Regions from separate parts of the Sus scrofa genome. Here region 1 is linked to region 2. A link is a contact called in public Hi-C data. All regions are on one chromosome and are shown on one strand. Each heading gives the region's core, a stretch centred on a gene start, on an enhancer-like site or on the middle of the called end of the contact. The rest is flanking DNA. Distances are from core to core; before and after follow the strand shown.

The links. A called contact is a pair of places that touch in the nucleus more often than the background predicts.
Region 1: a Hi-C map of liver shows a contact between it and region 2, with 3 times the contacts expected there. The contact joins the promoter of MICU1 here to the promoter of DNAJB12 in region 2. A contact is called at or near these places in 1 of 5 promoter capture datasets (liver), 2 of 47 Hi-C or Micro-C datasets (embryonic fibroblasts and liver) and 1 of 2 datasets of contacts at active chromatin or transcription factors (alveolar macrophages).

Annotation. Positions count from the first base shown.
Region 1 is chr14:75,442,439-75,446,966 of Sscrofa11.1, reverse strand. MICU1 (mitochondrial calcium uptake 1) reads left to right here and starts at 1,369. Exons shown (of 12, transcript NM_001243605.1): 1 at 1,369-1,490.
Region 2 is chr14:75,187,184-75,191,765 of Sscrofa11.1, reverse strand. It overlaps DNAJB12 (dnaJ homolog subfamily B member 12), which reads left to right and starts at 1,657. Exons shown (of 9, transcript XM_013983329.1): 1 at 1,657-1,672; 2 at 1,803-2,228. The coding sequence starts at 2,096.

The sequences.
Region 1 (4,528 bases), core at 120-2,619, 260 kb before region 2:
CAGGCCTCGCTCAGTAGGTTAAGGATCTGGTATTGCCGTAAACTATTTTGTAGGTTGCAGACCCGGCTTGGATACTGCATTGCTGTGGCTGTGGCGTAGGCTGGCAGCTGTAGCTCTGACTTGACCCCTAGTCTGGGAATCTCCATGTGCCGGGGGTGCAGCCCTAAAATGCAAAATAAATAAATAAATAAATAAATAAATAAATAAATAAATATTCCCAATTCTTGTGTCAAGATGATCCAGGGACAGTAGATTGAAGATGTCTTTGGTGTTCTTTCTATCAGGTCTGTGCCAGCCATACCATTTGATACATTACCTAGGGAGGGGTCATAGCCCGCTTCCCCATCTACAATTCACAAAAACCGTTTTCATCAACAGGATGGTTGGAACAAACATGGGGTTGCCTGTAAAGTGCTAGCGCAGTGCCAAGAACATAACGATCTGTCCTTCTTGGGATAGTGGGGAGGGAGAGTCCTCTGAGAAGAAATGGAGAAAATAGTTGTTTTGCTTCCTTCACAATTTAACCCAGTGATAGTTCTGGCTGCCTTCTTTTGTTTCCATGGTTGTAGCCTTTGCTACAGCTCTGCTAAGGAAAGTATTTATTTATTTTTGACTGTACCCCCCAGAATGCAAAACTTCTCGGTCAGGGATCAAATCCACACCACACCAGCAACTGGAGCCACACCAGTGACACCCTGGACCCTTTAACCAATAGGCCACCAGAATCTAGAACTAGGAAATTCCTGAAGAAACTTTTAAATTCCATCATATCATAATCAAAATATTGTCATTCTCTTGAGACTTTTCCATTCTCACTCCTGACAGCAACCTCTGAGGAAAAAAAATGTTACTAGTAGCTCGGTGACTAAACTCTCCAATCATATTAGCTTGCAAAGAGAACTTCTGAAAAACCTAAATAATAGACAATGCGGTGAGTCGGTTTCTAAATTTAAAAAAGCTTCAAGGTCAGGAAACAGGCAAATTTCACCAGAAGCCTAAACCTAAACGCAGTTCGAAAAGAACAATTCCCAACTCACTGTGGTCCAGTTTTCTTTTCATTGTCTCCTGTTTTGCTTAGTCAACACATAAAGGGGCATCAACGAGGCGGAAGCCGGCACACTAAATCTCTTTCACAGACATCTATACCACTAGCGCGTGGAGGGTGAACCGCCAGAGAAAAATCCGGAGAGCTTCCACTGTCCCGCCTAAATACTGAGGCCGGGGCGGGGCCCGAGGCCGGGGCGGGGCCCGAGGCCGGGGCGGGGCCCAAGGCCGGGGCGGGGCGGGTTGCCTGGCCCCTCCCCACTCCCTATCCTCCATGCCCCGCCCACACGCATTTCGCCACGATCCCGACAGCCCTAGCGGCTAGAAGGGTTACGTGAGGGTGGGCGGCGGAGCTGGAGGCTTAACTTTGTTGCTCTCTTCATCTCTATGGTTTTCCGAGGTGCGCGGCTTTGACGGAGAAGCAGCTGAAGCTCCGCTGTAGACGGGTGAGTCCTGTACTCTCAAGGGTATGAGGCGAGACACGTTTAGAGAAGATGAAAGGAAGGATGATGCGAAAAGCTTTAGGGACCTGACCTCCGGGACTGGCCGTTTGTCTGCTCCGGAATTAGCAACTTCTCTGGTCGACCGGGATAGCTGTCTCTCCCTGATGTGCTCAGTTTAGGGGCTTGAGAGCAGTCCTTAGTCCTGCCGGCTTCCTTTCCTCCGCTTTCTTTGACCTCACCTGGTCCCTTCTTCCTGTCCCAGGAGAACTTCTCCTGCCGAGTTCCCAGCTGCAGGGTTCACTTGAGCTTCGACGTCCCTCTTCGGGCGACCAAAGACATCCCCTGGGATTTGTGGATGTGGTTGGAAGTGGGTGGGGACTTTATTGTTAAATGTCTGATGGGGCCAAGTATTAATCATTGAAACAAAACCAAAAAAAATGAAAAAAAAATTGATGGGGAGCTGAAGGAACAAAACAAAGTTCAGGCTTCTTAGACTGTTCGGTTTTTGCCTTTCCCAGTGCCTTACCTGTTTTTATTCTCCCTCAGGTTCCCTTACCACCATCTCATTTTGGCCCACAATGCGGTGTTTTGAGAATGAGCCGGGGTTTATTGACTCAAGCTGAATGTTGGGAGGAGAGTTTAAAACTGTTTAAGTTGCCAGTCTCTATGATCTTATTGTTTATGGTTTCTATACCCTCCCTTTCGGATGCCTGAAAAGTATTGTAGCTATTTGTAAAGCTAAGTAGAAAAACCATTTTATAGCTGAGGGACTGGAGTAAAAGAAAAATTCTCCTTGTGGTACCTGGAAATACCTATTTTCTTTCAGTTTCATAAGCAGATGTTTCTATCAGTTATTGGGTGCTTTCTTGGGCATACCTTTGTTTATGTTAAAGTATTCCTTTGAATTACATGTGCAGGTGATCTAGCAGTAGAAAGGGTGCAACAGTTTGGGGTTGATAGCTGTAGGAGAGTTTAGATTTCATTAAATGATATGACACACAAAATGTCAGCATCTGGAGACAGTGGTGTTGGCCAGGTTGACCAACCCATTATCTTCCTGCTTTGGGTAAGGTAATGTTAAATATTGCCTTATTCTAAAAACTTTTTAGAACCCACTGCCACTTGCTTGTGAGACGGTAGCTCTGGTCTCCAGCTACTCTTAAGTTTCATTGCTGAGAATTATGAGACCAAAAACAAGCCTAACAAAAAGTAAAAATTCAGGAGTGGATTTTGTGCCTGAGGAGAAAAGGAAAGAGTGACAGAAACTAGTAAGAGCAAGAGAGCCAAAGAGTGTATTGCTGTCTCCATTTATAATCAGTAGAACATTTACAATATTCAGTAGACCTTTTGCATTCCCAGGGGGTGCATCTTGGGACTGACTTTCCTGTATTTTAACAATGATATGTAATTTCTCCCAAAATGTAATACTATGTAAAATTATTATAATGAATCTGACTCGTCAGATCTTATATTATTTATAATTATAAGGCTAAAGTAATTGATAAAGTTATTACACCTAATTCGGCCACTTTAAATCTTTAATTTTCCCTATTTAACAATTTTTACAGTGGCTGCAGCTCTTGGTGAACATTTACCAATTTTTTCCATATGAAGTAGTTTAATATTCCCTTTAAAAGTGAACCATTTTTGTAGTTCCCATTGTGGCTCAGTGGTTAACGAACCCGACTAGCATCCAGGAGGACCCGGGTTTGATCCCTGCCCAGCCTGGCTCAGTGGGTTAAGGATCTTGACATTGTCGTGAGCTGTGGTGTAGGTCGCAGATGGGTCTCGAACCCTGCGTTGTGTTGTAGGTCAGCGGCTATAGCTCTGATTGGACCCCTAATTGGGAACCTCCGTATGCTGTGGGTGTGGCTCTAAAAAAGACAGAAAGAGAAAAAAAAAAAAAAGTGAGCCATTTTTTTGTTTGTTTGTTTGCACCCACAGCATGTGGAAGTTCCTGGGCCAGGGGTCAAAGATGGGCCACAGTTGTAGTCTGTGCAGAACCGGGGCAATGCCAAATCCTTAACCCCTACAACAAGGGGACTTCCAAAAGTGAACCAATTTTTTTAAAAAAAGTTTACTCACAACTTTTTCATCATGCAAAATAGGTTGATTTTGTGTCAAGGGAAAAAAATGATTCTCTTTAATAAGTAGGTGTTTTACTCACTTTGGTAAATTGAGAGAATTATTAATGCTTTTTTTTTTTTTGTCTTTTTAGGGCAAGTTCCCAGGCTAAGGGTCAAATCAGAGCTGCAGATGCCAGCCTGCCCCACAGCCACAGAGACGCCAGATCCACGCCACATCTGTGACCTACCACACCATAGCTCATGGCAATGCCAGATCCTTTACCCATCAAGTGAGGCCAGGGATCACACCTGCATCCATGTTGATACTAGTTGGATTTTTTACCTGCTGAGCCACAACAGGAACTCCTATTAATGCTTTTAAGACATTAAATATTAATATATCAGCATATTTGAGAAGAAAACAGAAGGAGTATTTTAAAATATTTTATATTTCCTAGTATAAAAGTAATATATGCTTATCTTTGAAAAACAGGAGCATTGTAGAAAATATAACACTGAAAGTTGAAACCCTAATTTATCTTTCCCCTGCTGACAGGTAACCATTTGTTCCCTGTAGCATTTTGGGGAATCTCTGTGGAAAAGTGCAGTCTAGAGTCATCGGACTCCCTGGGAAAGTTGGTACTATTAGCACTAGGTTTACGTCCTACAACCGCAGAACTCTGGGAGAGAGAAAACTTCCCATTCTCTATGCTTTCTGCAAATTACTGTGTGAGAATCTCATTGGCCTAACTTGGGTCGTTGCCCATCCTAGAGGCAATGGGCCATCTCTGTGGCTAGACAGATGGAGTGGTCTGTTTGCCCAGAACAGGATCTTGTCCCCATCCTGGAGTAGGGTAGAGGGGGTTATAGTTACAAACCACATGAACTAAGTGTAGGTGACATATAGTTTCTAAAGGAAAATTAAGGTGTCATTTCCTGCGGAAGGGAGAAAGTTTGCGGGGCAGGCAAAAACAG
Region 2 (4,582 bases), core at 408-2,907:
GAGCCACAGCAACGCGGGATCTGAGCCTTGTCTGCAACCTACACCACAGCTCACGGCAACGCCGGATCCTTAACCCACTGAGCAAGGGCAGGGACCGAACCCGCAACCTCATGGTTCCTAGTCGGATTCGTTAACCACTGCGCCACGACAGGAACTCCCCAGTCTTCTCCCTCTATGGATCATTTTAGAGTGGTCAAGGCGGGTGTCAGTCTGGTGGTGGCTTTCTTGCTGTCTTTGGGGTTATGATGGTTCCTTGCCCTTCCCTCTGGAATGAAGATTGCTTACAGGGAAGGGGTGGTGGGGGGTGTTCCAATTACAAAAAAGAACACTAAATGCAATATAACTCTAACTAAAAAGTAACCGTTAGTAAAAGAAAGCAATTAAGCAAGGACTAGATCCTTTGTGAAAAGCTAGTTAAGAGTAAGTGTGTGGGCCAAGGCAGGGCATGACATCATGAAGACTATTTTAACTAGTTTTTATCTATAATAATATTTCCTAATCATTGACTCTTTTTTTTCTCTTTTGTCATTTTAGGGCCATACCCACAGCATGTGGAGGTTCCCAGGCTAGGGATCGAATAGGTGCTGTAGGCCTACACCACAGCCACAACAACGTGCGATCCGAGCCATGTCTGCGACCACAGCTCACAGCAACGCCAGATTTTTAACCCACTGAACGGGGTCAGGGGTTGAACCCATGTCCTCATGGATACTAGCTGGGTTCTTTAACCACTGAGCCATGATGGGAACTCCCTTAATCATTAACTCTTGTGTTAGCCTTTTAAGACCAAGGCTAAAGGAAAAGTCTTTTCCTTCAAAACACAAGGACTTAAGATTTTTTTTTTTTTTTTTTCTTTTTGCCATTTCTTGGGCCACTCCCATGGCATATGGAGGTTCCCAGGCTAGGGGTCGAATCGGAGCTGTAGCTGCTGGCCTACACCACAGCCACAGCAATGCAGGATCCAAGCTGCGTCTGCGACACACATCACAGCTCAAGGCAACGCCAGATCCTTAACCCACGGAGCAAGGCCAGGGATCAAACCCGCAACCTCATGGTTCCTAGTTGGATTCGTTAACCACTGAGCCACAACGGGAACTCCAAGGACTCAAGATCTTATACAGGGTTTCAAAACCAGGACCCTACCCCAAGGCTGCACCATTTTTTCCTTGACTAATCCTCCCCAGTTTCTTCATTCCCTCCCTTAAGATCTTTAATGACTGAGACCTGTTCAAGGGCCAGCATTGCAGCCAGGCTTAGATCACAAATTGGCTTAAGCCAAAATGGATTCTTAGGAGTTCCCATTGTGGCTCAGTGGTAATAATCCCAACTACTATCCATGAGAATTCGGGTTCCATCAATCCCTGGCCTCGCTCAGTGGGTTAAGGATCCAGCGTTGCCGTGAGCTGTGGTGCATTTGCTTTTCCTTCTGCCTGGACCACCTTTCTTCCAGGTGACTTAACACCTGGAATACCTATTCTCTCTTTCTTGAATTCAGATTTCTATTAAAATAACCGCTTCTGGGAGAAGATTTATCTGATCAGGCTATTTTGCACCTTCCACTCTCAATCTCTTTATTTCTTTATATTGTCTTTTTTTTTCTTCATAGCATTTATCACGCTTGGACTCTATCTCTTTATTGGATGTCTCCCCACCCGGCTACACACACTGGAAGGTAAGCTCCCTGAGGGCAAGGGCTTTGTTTTTTCACCGCTGCCTTGTACTTAGCATGGCAAATAGCGGGTATTCAATAAATATCCGCTGAATGAATAAATAAATAAGCCACCTTCATCTCAAATACACAGAGTTACTACCAAGAACATGCAAAAATACAATACTTGAAGACCTCTGAATACGACTCCTTTGGGCTCCAGGAATGTGGTTGTGCACACTTAGCGCTTCTGCTACACGTCCCCCTCTTAGAAGACATACGGTAGCACTTCCTCCTTCGCTCAAAATCTCGCACTAATCTCGGAAAAGGAGGGGGCAGAGGGTTACGTCACCATCCTGCGACAGCCTGCCCCGAGACGCGCCAGCAGCTGGCTCAGCCTTTCGCTCCCCGGCCTCCCCCTCCCTGGTTCCGCGCTCTGGTTCCGCCATGGAATCTAACAAGGATGAAGCCGAGCGCTGTATTAGCATCGCCCTCAAGGCCATCCAGAGCAACCAGCATGACAGGGCGCTCCGCTTCCTGGAGAAGGCGCAGCGGCTGTACCCGACCCCGCGAGTTCGCGGTGAGTGTGAGGTGCCGGAGACACAGAGGGGACATTAGAACTGATGGGGGGAATATGGGAACGGACCGACGGGATCAGTTGGAGGAGGGGGAGGGGTGGCGAGGCGCGGCTACGCCTGCGTACTGAGACGCGCGGTGGCCGCTGGGAGGTGTAGTGTTCGGCTCTCCCACTTCTCTGGGATGCTGGACACCTAATGAGAGGGGCCACAGCGACGTCAGCTTTCCTGGGGCTTGCGGACCCCTCTGAGATTTGGAGTTCCCAAGAATGAGAGGCGCTGGCAGGTGGGACGAAAGGAACTTACCTGGAAGCGAAATTGAACTACTTTTCCCAAGGGGCCATTCGGTGGCTGGGAGCCAGTTGCCGGTTTGGGAAATATTATAGTTTAGGAAAATAAACAACTCCTCTGACGGAGAGAATAGGTTCTAGAGAGGGAAAGAGGACTTCCGACCTTCGATCGGCCTGAAAAAGCGTCTCCATATTTTCTCACCCGGGGAGGGCCAGGGATCACCCTCCCCAAACGAGAGCCTACCTTCTTCCCATTCCACACAGTCTGCCCTGTGACTGTGGCTGAAAATGCGGCCTCTGTACACCTGCACCAGTTAAGTCTTGGAGACAGGAGACAGAGTTTTGAGGAAGAGAAAGAACAGCTTTATTGCTTTGCCAGGCAAAGGAGGACACAGCAGCCTAATGCCTCAGAACTATCTCCTGACCTGAGAGGGGATGGCAAGGGATTTTATGGCTTTAGCCCAGAAGTCAGGGTTATTGATTAAGGTGTCCATATTAGTCTTCATCCATAGGTCATTTCAGAGTTGTCAAGGCTGGTGTCAGTGGGTCCGGTGATGATTTCTAGTTGTCCTCAGAGTTATCGTTCCTTGCCCTTCCCTATGGAATGAAGATTGCTTACTGGGAAGGGGTGTTAGGGAGTGTTTCAATTACAAAAGAAAACACTAGATGCAATATAACTCTAACTAGAAAGTAAATATTAGTAATACGTTAGTGGGCCACAGCAGAACATCACGTAATGGACTGTTTTAACTAGTTTTTGGCTGTAACAATATTTCCTAATCATTACGCATTGAATCAGCCTTTGGAGACTGAGGTGAGGCTAAAGGAAAGGGCTTTTACTTCAGAACACAAAGATTTAGGGTCTGGTACATGGTTTCAACACTGGGCCCCTCACTCCCTCCTAGAGCCTCTTCTCCCACCTGCAAGATTTGGAGCACTGTCCTCAGCCACCCTCTCCCACCCTTGTCCCCAAGAGTCCATCAGTGGCCAGTCATGTGCCCACTGAGGTTTCTGGGCTGTTAAGTGGCCCTGGACTGAGGTTTCCAAACTAGAGAGGGAATAGTGAGGTTGTCTGTACTACTCATCTTCTCACTTTACCCAGAAACCCCCCCTCCCCGTTTTTCTTTAACCTAAGTCTTAATTGGAGTTTTTCTTCATACATGCTGGAGAGAAAAAAGAGTCCATTAAAGATACAGGGTTTGGGCCTGCAGTTACCACTTAGTAAACTGGCCTATAGCAGGTACTCAGAGTCAGAAGACCTGGGTTCTTGTTCTGACTGCCACCATGTGATCTTTCTGAGCTTGGGTTTCCTCATCCGGAATATTAGAGGATTGGCTCAGATAATGTGAATAACAATCTTAACCATAGGGTTTTTCAGATTAGAGAGCTCTTCTGAATTCATTTTCTCTCTTCAGCCTGTCCTATCAGGGAGGCAGAGCAAAGATCATTATCTTTGTTTTAGAGGTGAGGAAACACCTCAGAGGCCAGGGACTTGCCCAAGTTTACACAGTTAGAAGCTGGAAAGTTCCCTGACTCTATACATGTTTAATAAAGGAATGAAATGAAACTGAAAAGCAGAAGTCAGCCTTCTCACCTTCTCTGCCTACATTATGAAATTGAGAAAAGGGAATGCTGGCAGAAGAGAGGCAGCCTGAAATGCCTGAATTTTCCTCTCTCCTGACTCTGCAGGATGATCTTTGACCTATTTGTCTTAGAGAAAGTTTCAGTATATTTTCTGGGACTCCTGAGGTAACCTGCTCGAGGAGCTTTTCTACGAAATCACACAATGTAAGCAGGGAGCCCTCCATTTAAGTTTGGGGGTCCAGTTCTCAGAGTTCTGTCTGACTCTGATACCTCTGGGGGTTCAGAAACAAGGCAGCCAAAAAAGGATGGTAATGACATGGTCTGTGGAGCTTTTCTGTCAGTAGGCCTCCTGGCCCGATTCAGGTGCTTGGATGAGTGTCCTTCCTGGGGCATAAGCACTTGAATTTGTTCAGGCAGAAGAGTGACCTGCTGCACGTTTGTCATAGTTGTGTTATTCTGGAAAGACCGTATGCCTCATGCTTCTC